Regions from separate parts of the Mus musculus genome. Here regions 1 and 3 are each linked to region 2. The links are chromatin contacts, called in public Hi-C maps. All regions are on one chromosome and are shown on one strand. The core of a region is the stretch at or near the end of the contact, and the rest is flanking DNA. Distances in the headings are between cores, read along the strand shown.

Region 1 (4,292 bases), core at 565-3,064, 850 kb after region 2:
AAGAACAAAGACCTGACCCATCTGCATCTCTAAACTTGGTGCATTCTACACATCAGCACTAGGATGAAAGAAGCAGAGAGACTGTCACAAACTGCTCACTCTTTTGTAGCTCCCAAGTCCTCACTGCTGAAAAGTGTCACTACATCCTGCCAACAGACTGCTTTTACTCTTTCCAATCAATCTACAAAGATGTCGAACAAATATGTACTATGCCAGCCAACAAAGGCTTTGGAAAAATGGCACAGCAGAAAAAATTAGGGAAATACAAGATGTAATTCAAAGTCTGTATTTGCGTTCAACATCTAATGCCCCAAACCCAGAGCATTCCTGTACAAACACATCCCAAAAAATCCCTCTATCTAGATATAAGCCAGAGCATCCCAGTATAAAGACACATCCCAGAGCATCCCTGTATAGAGACACATCCCAGAGCATCCCTGTATACACATAACATGTTTTTCATCTAACTTGACTGTTAGATTCATGCACACCTACAAATGCATTGCACCTGGTATCATCATTTTTTTTCCTACATCAATGAACCTTATTTAGTTTCAGGACTGAGTTTCTTACAGTCACCTTGTTCTACAGATACAGGGCCAAGAAGTCTCAAGTTGTGTGACTTCTTTGACTTAGAATAAATATGAAGCAGCACTTAGGTTGCTAATTATACATATTAATCTTTCCACTAATAACAATCTAAAGTTAGAAGAAGAAGAAGAAGAAGAAGAAGAAGAAGAAGAAGAAGAAGAAGAAGAAGAAGAAGAAGAAGAAGCAAGAAAATTTAAAACTATTTTAATAGATTTGCTTCATTGCTTATTCAAGTGAGAGTAAATGAGACATAGTCAGGGATGAATATCCAAAAATATTTTCCTTTTGTAATACTTCTAAATCACTAAGAAATTCTCTCAAGCATTTGCCCTCTTTGAAGATAAGATTCCATTTGCATAGAGCAGAGGGCCTCTTCAATGTAACATTCATTATCTTGACTCCAAAGTGACTTATGTCAAGATCAAGGAAACCAATCAGGGCAGATACACTCCAGGACACCTTAGAAGCATAAATCAGCCCATCCTCTCACTCTGGACAGTCTTGACCCACCAATGGGATTTGTGAGTCTCTGTTCTGAAACAGGAGGCCAAGTTCCATCATTGTGGCAGCAACTCTCTTCCCTTAGAAGTCCCTCATTGTTGTAAGTAAATAGGATATCCAGAATCAGTTATCTCATGGGCTAATGAAGGTTGGAGATAAACCATTTTGTGACCATTTCATGCCCTCTGAACATTCCCAGGATACTAGCCCTACTGAGTCATTTATCTCATTATGTTAAGAGAGAAAATTAACCCTGAAGAAAATGAGATAGCCCCTTGGGTGTAGGCTAAATGTGGTGTGGGTTTTCTTGTGAGAACAGAGAGACAAAGGAAGGGGTGAAAAGCATCACATTCATTAAGTCATCTGTGACAGTTAACCCTTCACCTGCCACAGCCATGGTTTACCTCTGCAGTGGCACTCTGGTCTCCAAGTGTTGGCATAGTTTAGTCTTGTCTGCCCAACTCTTTGCATGTTCTACCTGTTAGTCACAGGTGTGGCTGAATTGGAAAAGACATCTTTTGGTCTCTATTTCCACGTGCTTGACTTGCTGCTGTGCTCACTTGCAAAATACAAATGTGAAATCTATAATTTATTACAGCACGAGCAATTCAATCTGTTTTGCTTGGACCTCATGTGTGCAATTGGTTCCCGGCATTCCAGGCTGTTTTGCTTTAGTTGGCTACTAGTTTACAACCCTCAATTTCGTTCCCTAAATCTGGGCTTTAAGCAATTTAACTTTACTTTGATTCTGTTCGTCAAAGTAGTTATGGGTTCGCCTCACTGATGCACAGCAACATATGTACTGTGGTTTGCAAAGTGTCATTTTAAGGCAAACGGCAAGATGCAAATGACTCATTGAGTGAGTCCTTAATTTTACATATACTATTGATTGGTATCAGAGGCTGGGCTACTTCTAAAGCCTATGAACAGAGTATTTTGAATAAAGTCATTAAAGTGTTTTTACAGTGCACATTTCTTGTCATTCTTAAATGTGTCCACAGCACACAGACTGTCTGCTCTGTGAGCATCCCCTGCTGGAAAGTGCCTCAGGGTGTACGGCAGCTGGGCCACAAGCAGGGCGCTCTCTCTCTCTCTCTCTCTCTCTCTCTCTCTCTCTCTCTCTCTCTCTCTCTCTCCTTTCCCCTCTCCCTATCTCCTTTCCTTCCCAGGACAATGAGGTAATTTCACTTTTCTTTTTAAAAGTAAAATATGTACTGGGAAAAAAACTGCAAAGCAGGGAACAGAAATATGCAAATATGCCAAAGGTCCCTGTCCATCTATCCTTGCAACACATGTGTGTCAAAAATGATATCATCTTAACTTATTGTCTGTTTCTTTGTGCTCATTATTAGCTGCTATTTAAAAATATATTAGTGTTTATGTTATGCAAATTTTATCAAGTAAAACTGTAATAGCAAAACCACATTAAATATGTAAAAACAATACAGTATATGATGTCATACAAAAAATCATGTGATAGCAGCTACTGAATATGATTGGTTTTAAATACAGACATATATATAGCTCTAATGTAGGATTCTTTTCCTCCAACAAAGTGTAGAACAACAACAAAAGCATTAATTGTCACTATCCAAACAGTGTACTTTCCCCCTTAGGATAAAATGTAAATAAGGATACCAGGCTGGGGCTGGCCACGTCACCGGCAGCTAAGAGCACTTGTTTATGTAGAGGGTGGAGGTTAGATTCCCAACACTCATAATCATGGTAACCATAACCATCATAACCATCATAACCATCATACCCTCAGTTCTAGGGGACCCAACAAGCAGGTTTGTGATGCACACACATGCATGCACATAAAGTAAAACAAATCTAAAAAATGTAAAGGAAGATAGTAGCCTATCAGTTCTGTATACTCTAAACACCACTGTTTATACATAAAATCAGCAAACAAAATGTAGCCATAGCACACTGAAAATGTATGTATACTAACCAGATGCCCGATAGTCTATGGTAGCCCACACAGTATCTTTTTAAAGAGAGACCGCAAGAAATATCAAACTTATTCTAAGATAAATGGGGTTAGACTCAAGTCTTTTCCCCATAGACCATAAAAAAGAAGAAAATATTGTTTATTCTTCAATTTTGTTACCTAAAAGCTAAAATGTGGTGAAATCAAAGCTTATTACTGATGGTCTAGGTCAGTGTTTAAAAATTGTGTTTCACAAAAGAATCACATTTAAAACAGTTCCTTGTGGTTTTATTTTATTTTATTTCTTTCTACTAAGTCAGACCAGGTATAAGAATTTACTGTATGTACGTGCTGTATGTCTCTACAACAGCGGTTTCCAACCTGTGGGTTGCAACTGCTTTTTTTCCACAGGGGTCTCCCAAGACCACCTAAAACACAGCCATTTACATGATGATTCATAAGAGTAAAAAAATTATAGTTATGTAATAGCAACAAAATAATTTTATGGTTGGGGGTCTCTACAACATGAGGAACTAAATTAAAAAGTCACAGCATTAGGACGGTTGAGAACCACTGTTCTATAAGACTCCCACATAGCACAGTTTCCAAAATCCCTCAGACCAGAGAACTTCTCTCTGATGTGTGCTTAGGGATAGCCCACTCCTTTCCAATATGCAGTAAACCAATTGAGCACTAACTCTGCACAAAGACCAAATAGGCCTTCTGTTCTTAATCTCACTCACTACTCCCCACTGAAGACAAGTTTTACTAACCCCTCATCATCAGTGAAGAACTCCTGTCTCTGCTTAAGGGAAAGGACATTGTAGCCAAGACAGGCCCAGACACAGGCATGTTTACTGCCATGTCTGTACATTGCTGATGCTATGCCATCTGAACTACTCATTGGGTGACAGTCTTTGGTGGCTCTTCCATTAATTAGGTTTATCTCATGTGATTGAATCAAGATTTGTAAGATGTCCTTTGCAACGCAAAGACTGATGGCTTGACCTTTGACTCAATGTCTATTAGGAAACTTGATTTCTATATAAAGTGGGAAAGTTCACCTTGATGCTAGTTTTATTTATAATTCTATTCACACTAAAGATCATCCTTTAAAACACAGAGGCTGGTGTTGAGAATGCAAAAACTGTAGCACAATATAATAGTCTTCTAGTCTTCCGTACTAAAATAAATATAAGATAAATGGGGGTGACAGTTGCTCAAAAACTAGCAGAAAAGATAAGTTTTGGCAAAATATATTTAAATG
Region 2 (4,550 bases), core at 1,759-4,258:
CTTGCAAACTTTATATGCCCCAGTACAGGGGAACGCCAGTGCCAAATGGGTGGGTAGGGGAGTGGGGGTGAGGGTATGGGGGACTTGTAGGATAGCATTGGAAATGTAATTGAGTAAAATACGTAATAAAAAAGAGTTAAATATTTTATCTATTATATCTTTATACTATATCAACTTACTTTTATTTTTATCATCATCTTTTGAAGAAAAAATGATGTCAAGGTATGGATGTGCTTTGCCATATCCAAAGCATTATAAATGTATCAGCTCACTATATTTAAAGCATTGTAAATGTATCAGTTCACTATATCTAAAGCATTATAAATGTATCAGTTCACCATATTTAAAGCTCATAAATGTTCACCATATCTAAAGCATTATAAATGTATCAGTTCACTATATCTAAAACATTGTAAATGTATCAGTTCACCATATCTAAAGCATTATAAATGTATCAGTTCACCATATCTAAAGCTTATAAATGAATTAGTTCACACACCCATATTTTAACTGCTCTTTGTTTCCCGCTTCTTTTGTTGACAGCTTTTAGGAACGTTATTTTCCTTCCACTTTTTCCCTTCGCTTAGGTGTCTGCAGAGGAGCTCAGGACTATTCAGTGGTGGCTCCAACCCACTCGGTGGCCTGGGCTGGGGGAGCGGCTGACCAGTCCTCAGTAGCCAGCTGAGCACTCCAGTCTTCTGCCAGGATCTGCTGGATGGGCACAGAAGGTACCTGCATATCCTCAGACCAGTCGGCCACTCAGGCTGAACAGCAGTGATCTCAGGAGCTAGCATTGTCCATTTGACCTGAAATCCCTCCTTTGTCACAGCCTTCTCAGCAGCAGCCTGCTCCTCCTCCTCCACCCCTTCTGGAAGAAGAGATCAAGTGTAATATTCCACAAGTGCTCACCGGAGACAGTGTCACATACGCGGAGCTCCCTTGTTGCAAGAGATGACAATGTCCATATAGCACGGAGGAGAGTCTATGTAACACAGAGCAAAGGTGTCTTGACGTAAGATGCTTCTATGAGAGGCTAGTGGTCAGCCCTGGGAACAGTCATCGCCAGAAGCTGTGGCTCCCTGAAGGCTGTTTGGATCTGGTTAGTGAAGGTCCCAGGAGTGACGCAGTGACGCAGCCAGCAGTTAACAGTGGTGCCAGTGGTGCCAGTGGTGCCAGTGGTGGCAGGCACAGATTGCTGTTCCTGTTGTTAGAGAAGATGACGCTGGGATCAGCAGGGCTCTCAATGGCAACTACAGCTCAAACTGCAAGCAATAGCTTCTCTTAGGTCCTCTTCAGGTTTATGATGTCGATACAGTTACTTTTCCTTTTGTAGGTGTACTGCTCTTTCTGAGAGTCAGGGTTGGTGCCTCCGAAGTGGGTTCCTTCGGTAAGGAATCTGAGGATATCCTCCTCCATCCGTTGGACAGTCAAGGGCTCCTGACAAGGTGTTAAGTTTTCCTTTTAGTTCTGATGTGGACCCGTCTCTGGGCAGCGAAGAAAGCTCCAATTTCTTTCAAGGTATATTTGAAACATTACAGTAGTCACTATCTTCAGGTGGTAGACTATGTTCTTTAATGCCAATCAGTGTGTCCTTTGTTTGCCGTTATGTTTCTCTATGTGTAATATAAAAAGTGAGGTGGCTAGTTAGAAGAGAGGAAGGAAGACAATGTAGAGAATCGAGGAGGACTAACATCAGCAAAATATGGTATAAAATGTGTGCAACTTCTAATAATGAAACTGTTTTTTATACTAATTTTTAAAACATAATAAATAAAAATGCATAGATAATAGATTTCTGGACTTAAATTTGTACTAATAGCTATAGTATTTATCTAGAGAATAAAACTATAAAGATACTGAATTTTTCTTCTTATTCCTCCTCATTCCAAAGTGTATTTAGTAAGTATCCAGTGTTTGATACCTTTGCTGACTTCCTTCATTTAAGTTTCTATGTGATTTTCCCATTAAGAAGTGGCAGGCTTTATGTCATCGTTCCAACTGCAGGTGGCACTGACTGACTTAATTTGTCCATGCAGTTCTCAGTCATCCCTTCTTAATCCACACGTGTAGAGTCCTGCACATCATGAATCATGCTGAAGGAAAAGCCGATAAACGCTTCCTTTGAAAGAACAGTTACGTGTGGGAAACCAGTTTCTCTTTTTATCTACTGTGCTACTAGGCGTTCAGCCAGACCACGTCTGTTTAATTCATTCGCTATATCTCGGTGTCTAGCATGAGGACAGGAACACACAGACCTGGGATAAATACTCTGTCATGATAGCAGTGGCTGTCACGATGAGGGTGCTTATGGAGCCTATTCAGAGGTTTAGATGCCATGACTTCATGGTAAGATTTATTCTGTTGCTCTGATCTTTTTTTTTACAGCACCCTTCCATGCACTATATTTGCATTAAACATAACCAAACGAGTAGGAAAGAAACAGAAGAGACCTGCTCTATGCAAGTTATCTCAATCAGGAAGAACTGGAGAATATTTAGGCTTGACTTATTCAATATAAAATATGTAGTTACTTCCAAACTAGGGACTAAACTTTGGGTTTCTGATCCAAGTTTTCTGTTATATTAAAACTAAATTGCTATTGCTGTTGCTATTGCAAAATGGTAATTTAGAGCTCTCATTCAAAATCATGTTTTAGAATTGTGCTTTAGAAGTCATAACGGGATGCCGTGGCTAAAGAAGTGAAAGTAACTCGTGTTCTTCTCCAGTATGGGGATTGGGACAGAATGGGTGGGCTCTTCCATTTATTTAGGATTACTGAATAATGAAATCCAGAGCTAAGAGGGGAAGACTAGTTAAGTCTAGTTGGGCAGCATGCTTTGAGCTCAGCTGACAAAAGAAGCCGATTTAAGCAAAGAGCAATTTCAGGAAGTTAAGATTTAATATTTGAAAATTATAAACGAACTCACAGACTTCCGTGAGATGACAGTTTGCAAAGCCAATCTGATGATTCAGGTATCAGTTGGTATTGGGCTTCAGGGATAAAATGATGAACTCCAGAATACCTAAATGTATATGTACCTAATATTAATGATTTTTATCACGTGAGACAAAGCGCGCGGGATGAGGTGAAGTTCTGAATAACCTAATGTTAGGCTTCATGCAAGCCGAGGTAAGAAAATAAAAAGACCCCAAAAGACATTTGTTCATTTGATTAATTTTGTTGCCAAACGTTTGATTTCATAATTCTGGAAGCCACCCAGCTCCTCGTGCCCTAACTGCATTTCAGTGCTGAGTAAACGCGATGTTGCTCTTGACCCACTGAAAATGGCCTGCTATCTATCATTCCTGCAGGCAAAGCCCTGGATTGAGAATTGATTCAGTCCTCCTTTCTGGACTGTGGTAGGGAAAATAAATGCACACGGTGACTTATGACTGTTTCTTCAGGTGACTTGCACCTTGGCTCACTGGATTTGAACTGATGGGACCTTAGAGAGACCCTTATCTGTCTTCAAGTAACTGAAAGTCAAGCCATTTCCAAACTATCCTGTCTCATTCTTCTTCCTGCTGGGGTTGGCGCCATTCTTGCAGGCTTTATATTATTATCACACCCACTTAAAAAAATCCATTCCACCCTGTTATTATTGTAGGTCCCTTTTAAATACGGTACAGGCCTCTTTCATTATTTTACAAATGGATTCTTAATGAAAAACCTTTTTTTTTTTTTCCCAGTCAAGCTGAACTGAAGCTCTGCAGCTCTTCATCTTCTCTTGCTTGAGTTTATGCCGCTTCACTTTTCTATTCTTATCCTACAGATTTATCTTAATTACTACCAACCCCAGAAAACTTTCCCTAATTCATTTGGTCTATAGCGGGAGCCGTGAGGTTGTACTTTCAAAATAAGAGCCGTCTTGTCACAACTGTAGTCTTACTGTCATTTGGTTGCTCTTCTGCATCCCAATAAGCAGCTAACTCAAAAAGATGGTTCTATTCTTTTCTCTTCTAGTACACGTGCCAAAGACAAGGTCTAAGATGTGGAAGGTATATTAGTCGGGTCAGTTGAATAAAAACATGGAGACTTAGAATAATCAGTTAATTCGTAATTAGTTATTTCAGATGAAATAATTATGTGTTATTAATAGAAGGAAATTATATGTAGTGTCAGAGGATACAAAATGTATCAACCTAGACAGCTCTTCGGTTTATTCCTGCCTGACATAAAACTAAATTATTTCTAATGATAGAAGTTTTCTTAGAGACAGAGTGCAGTCTTTTTACTCCTGGAGATAGTAAAGTGGCCAGGCAGTTGGTAGTTAATGTTTGAAAAACTATTCAGAGCTCAGCTAGCATACACACATTTGAATAAATAAAATAAACATTCATACCTTGACTAGATCTGTTTGGAAAGACAAGAGTTCACATTCCAACACATATAGTGAACGGAAGCAGCAACTCACTGCGGTCACAGAGTGGAGGGTTTAGGAAGAGGGTGCCATAATTTAAAGAACAAGAACTAACAATCCATTATTGATTAGGTTCTCATATTTTGTTCTGGTTCAGTTGAAGTTCAATGACATTACATGGTCCTTTCC
Region 3 (4,356 bases), core at 1,163-3,662, 700 kb after region 2:
CTTCATCATCATGAGTGTATGCTATCTAGGAACTACTGAAACACAATCCATAGGACATGACAAGATCATCCACAGAGCATGGTCTCTCAGTGTGCAGCATATGTGATAGTGCAGTACTGTACACTAAGTCTCAGTACACATATTTTTTATTAGATGGTAAGATTCTTTTTTTTTTTTTTTTTTTTTTTTTTTGGTTTTTTAAGACAGGGTTTCTCTGTGTAGCTCTGGCTGTCCTGGAACTCACTCTGTAGACCAGGCTGGCCTCAAACTCAGAATTCCGCCTGCCTCTGCCTCCTGAGTGCTGGGATTGAAGGTGTGCACCACCATGCCAGGTAGATGATAAGATTCTTACAGATAAATTCTCTTTACTCATATCATATTTATTGGACAAATGATTAACTGCCTAAAATTTCTATCATGTTTTTCCCATCTGTCAGGAATTTAAGCAATGTTTAAAGAAATGTTAGTTTCAAATCTACCTATAAGTATGTTAAAGTGGAAAGCTGACAGCATCTGGGAGTCCAATTATCAAAGAATTTGAGGAAATGATTCATGAAACTTTGTCTGTTGATAGATATTTTTACAAAGAGATCTTTTTAATTGATGAGAAAAATGTAATATCCCTTAAACCTAGTACTTAGTGATTACAGCTTGGAAAACACACTGACATATTTGAATATAGTTATAAGTGGGCTATTCAGTCTTAACAAAAGGTTTCTTGTGTCCCTCTTATCCTACTTTAGCTGATGTCTTAAACAACAGTAGCAACAATGGAAACCTATTGGCCAAGTGATTTAAATAGCAAAAATGTACTTTCTTAGATTCCTGAAGACAAGACATGGGGAAGTGGCCTGCTTAGGGTGGTTGGTTCTGTTGGGGACCCTCTTCATGGCTTGGAAGTGTTCACTCCCCAAGCCTTTCCTTGATCTTTGAATTTGTTCTGTGAACAAGCTCTCTGCTGTAGTCTCTACAAGGGCACTGATGGATTCAATGTAGGGCCTGGCCCTTAGAACCACTCGTAGTCCTTATTTACCACTCAAAGGTCCCATCTCCAAGTACCACATACTGGGTTTTAGGGATGAGCATATGAATGGTGGAGTACACAAACACTCAGTGTACAAGAGTACTTACTGGAAAATGAGTTAGTATTTCAAGTGAGCTGAGGACACTATGACTCTTAAGTTTTCTGATCCAAGCTGATCTCATGATCATGATTGGAAAAATTCTATGAAGATTCTCTTACATTTCTCTAAGAAGAGAGAGATGCTAGAGAGTAGGTCTTAGTTCTGTCTTCCTAATGCTGTTCTCTCTGACTGCTTATTGTTTACTTAGGGGCAGCTATATACACCATGGTCTTAGAGAGCTCCTGTCCTGTAGCCCCTCTACACAGAATACTCAGAAAGAGTTTAATTGTCCACAGGACCATGCATATTATTAGAACACTTTTATCATGTTTATTTAAAAAATGCAAAATACACTTAAGTCTGATGGTATCACTCATGGATTGACTATTCAAAGATAGGATACAAGGGGCAGGAAATGATTGAGGAGATTGCATGTCCTGTAGCCTTCCTAGCACAAGCAAATCTCTGAGAGCGCTAAGAATGGATACTTCTTTATTCATGCAGATGCATACTCTGTCCTTACCAACTGGTGGCAAGTAGTGACCCCATCACTACTCAGTGGGTCCTGGAAAGGGCGCTTCCATGTTTGTTTGTTTGTTTTTTTTTTTTTTTCTATTTGGCTTCCGAATGGAATGGGAGGCATTCTCTTTTGTGGAACCTCTTTGTGAAAGAGTCTGAAAATGGGGATTTCATTCTGTAGGCTCTCCTGAGGGGTCTTTATTCCTCGGGGTGTCTCCCAGCACAGGAGGGCTCCTCACTGATTTCTCTACTTCAAAGGTGCATCAATAATAATCCTCCTTATTATAGATTCCGACCTGGCCTGCTGCTATGATGATTAATTGGGAGGCATTGTCAAGTTTTGTTTTTCATTTTATTTTTTATTCGGTTATATTGTATGGTGTGGAATTATTTTTCTCTTCTGCTGGGGGAGTGGGAAGAGGCATAGTGAAAATATTTAGAGAAGTAATCATTTGCTTTAAAAATGGAAATCGGGCTTCTGTGTTGTGAGGAATGTATGTACATAACACTGAAACTTAACACTGGTAAATGATCTGCCTACCTCAAAGTGAAGCTGCTGCCTTCCTACAGTGGCCTTTAACCCTGCCCTTTCCTCCAATCTGAGAAGAGCTGATGTTGATGGAACATATAATGGCCCCTTTCCTGTGTAGTAAAGTCAGCAATAAAGCTTAGTAATTAAGGGTACCAGGGAGGCCCAGCCCAGCAGGCTAGCGGTGTGGCGAACACTTTCAGAACTTCAAACAATATCAAAGTCACTGAGAAATGGGCCTAGCTCAGTTCTGGTTTGAATTAAGCCTCACTTCCACACGCACTTTTCAAATCCAAGCTCAAACAAGAAAGCCAAGGCCTTCTGGATTTCATTAGAGCCAATTATCTTATCTGTTTCATCTCAGGCCTGACCCTAAGGCTGGCAAACAGCTATTCAGTGCATTTGTGTGGTTGTTTGAGAAAGCCTCCAGTCAGCCAATGGCCCGAGGACCTGCTAATTAAAACACCGTTGCCCCCCTGCCTCTAGTGATTAAATATTTTCAAGCTTTTGTAAATAATTTTTCCATTCTTTGCCCCAAGCCTCAAAGGTCCAATACATGCAGTAATTTATTTAGTTTGTCAGAGAATACTGTTGGAAATAGGGTCATAATGGGACCTTTGGAAACTTTTATACGTCTTCATACTTCTGAAAGTGACAGTTTATAAACCAGCCCAATGTGTATACTGTTTCTGATGTAATTATGTCCTAATGGCCTTTCTCCTTTTGAAGTAATATAGTGTATAACAGGCTTACATTTTGTCAATAATCATATTTCCTCAAATGTCTACTTGATATCTAGAGTCAGAATTTAATGAGATCATTTAGGGCCTAGAAATTGTATCAAGGTACTTCGGCTTTTCATTTTTTGCTGGAGGCTGGGTCACAGCCCTAGATTAGCTCTGGAAGAAGACAGCTAAACAATGAAAAGGCCTCTTACTTGCTGTCTGTGAGGACCTGGTGGCAAACACTGAACTTTCTCCAGAGTCAAATCCTAACAAATTCGCAAGCGACCAATGTGCCGGTGAAGCTATAAGAGAAGGGCTATTCAGAGAGAAGAACCTCAAGCATTAGAATCACTGAATTCAAAATACTCCTGGGCCTAATGTGTGCTGGGAAAAAAAATCTGAGATGAAGTTTCCTGGCAAACAGACTATGAAGAATCCGAAGACAATAAGGCCTATCTCTCCCACTCAGATATACACTGAAACACAAAAGGGCCTGGTAAACACTCCGAGAAACTCACATACTTCATTGCCTCCCATGATCCCAGGGCCACGTGCAGAGAAGTGTATGTGACTGGAAACAAAATCCCCTACAACAGAGGCAGACAGAGCAGATGACCACAGACAGACACCGTTCTCGTCTCCTGGCTGGGGCACAGCCATCCTCAAGTATGGCTCTTACAGCCAATCCAGTCACCTTTTATTAGAGGAAAATAAAAAAAGGAGAATTTTGTTTGTTGTTGTTGTTGCTCTTTTTGAAGTATTACAAGAAGAAATTTCAGCTCATTAGCTGCATCCAGTGTGCATTAAACACACCCATGAAAAGGAACTATTCCGCTGAACAGCTCTGCCTCTGTTGTTCTTAAAGTGACACTTTGGTCCTACTCTAAATAATGGGCTTTTAATAAAAACATTCACCAAAGGCAAACAATTAAACAATACATAAAGCACCAGGGGGCAGCCTTGTGGTTCAGTTACAGTTAGAAGTCCTTCCCAAGGAGAGCATGCAGACATTTTATAAGACAATACACTTCACCAAAGATTACGAGAGAAGAAAATTTCAGGTTGCATCTCGTGAGCCCTTCTTGATCCAGGATTTTGTGTTTGCCCTTGACCATAGCATGAAGCCTTTCCTACCTTGTAGCTTCCCAAGCCTATTGACCCTATTGGGTCTTACATGCTCTTCTACAACAAAGACAAGATATTGAAAGCGGTACTGCAAATTAAGGAGCAATGGCTTATCATATAATTGTTTAATTTTACATTTTCAAAAAAACAAAAAAAAACCCTCAACAGAATGGAATATATTCGCATACCTTGGGCAGAGTTTAGTTCTCTGTAGAAATTAATGTGCTGCATAAAGAGGTTGATACGACTCACCCTCATCTTTTCCACCTGCTGGGTCACCGAGCGTAATTATATTTGCTGGAGAGATGTTATATTTCTGAAATGATATTTTTAC

The links. A called contact is a pair of places that touch in the nucleus more often than the background predicts.
Region 1: a Hi-C map of the N1E-115 cell line shows a contact between it and region 2, with 7 times the contacts expected there. The contact joins two enhancer-like sites. A contact is called at or near these places in 2 of 484 Hi-C or Micro-C datasets (the N1E-115 cell line and cortical neurons).
Region 3: a Hi-C map of the N1E-115 cell line shows a contact between it and region 2, with 11 times the contacts expected there. The contact joins two enhancer-like sites. A contact is called at or near these places in 1 of 484 Hi-C or Micro-C datasets (the N1E-115 cell line) and 1 of 9 other capture datasets (embryonic tail).

What each region holds. Positions count from the first base shown.
Region 1 is chr12:34,345,602-34,349,893 of GRCm38.p6, forward strand. The region is part of intron 14 of Hdac9 (histone deacetylase 9); the gene reads right to left. Among named protein-coding and RNA genes, the nearest start is that of Gm51984, 130 kb to the left of the region's middle. Within about 2 kb of position 1,815, at least 4 of the 459 cell types and tissues checked have an H3K27ac peak or open chromatin away from gene starts, as enhancers often do. A contact at or near this core is called in the N1E-115 cell line, where this site is marked.
Region 2 is chr12:33,495,458-33,500,007 of GRCm38.p6, forward strand. It overlaps the pseudogene Gm9368. Among named protein-coding and RNA genes, the nearest start is that of Gm23529, 45 kb to the left of the region's middle. Within about 2 kb of position 3,009, at least 4 of the 459 cell types and tissues checked have an H3K27ac peak or open chromatin away from gene starts, as enhancers often do. A contact at or near this core is called in the N1E-115 cell line, where this site is marked.
Region 3 is chr12:34,197,824-34,202,179 of GRCm38.p6, forward strand. All of the region lies in intron 23 of Hdac9 (histone deacetylase 9), which reads right to left. Among named protein-coding and RNA genes, the nearest start is that of Gm51984, 15 kb to the right of the region's middle. Within about 2 kb of position 2,413, at least 27 of the 459 cell types and tissues checked have an H3K27ac peak or open chromatin away from gene starts, as enhancers often do. A contact at or near this core is called in the N1E-115 cell line, where this site is marked.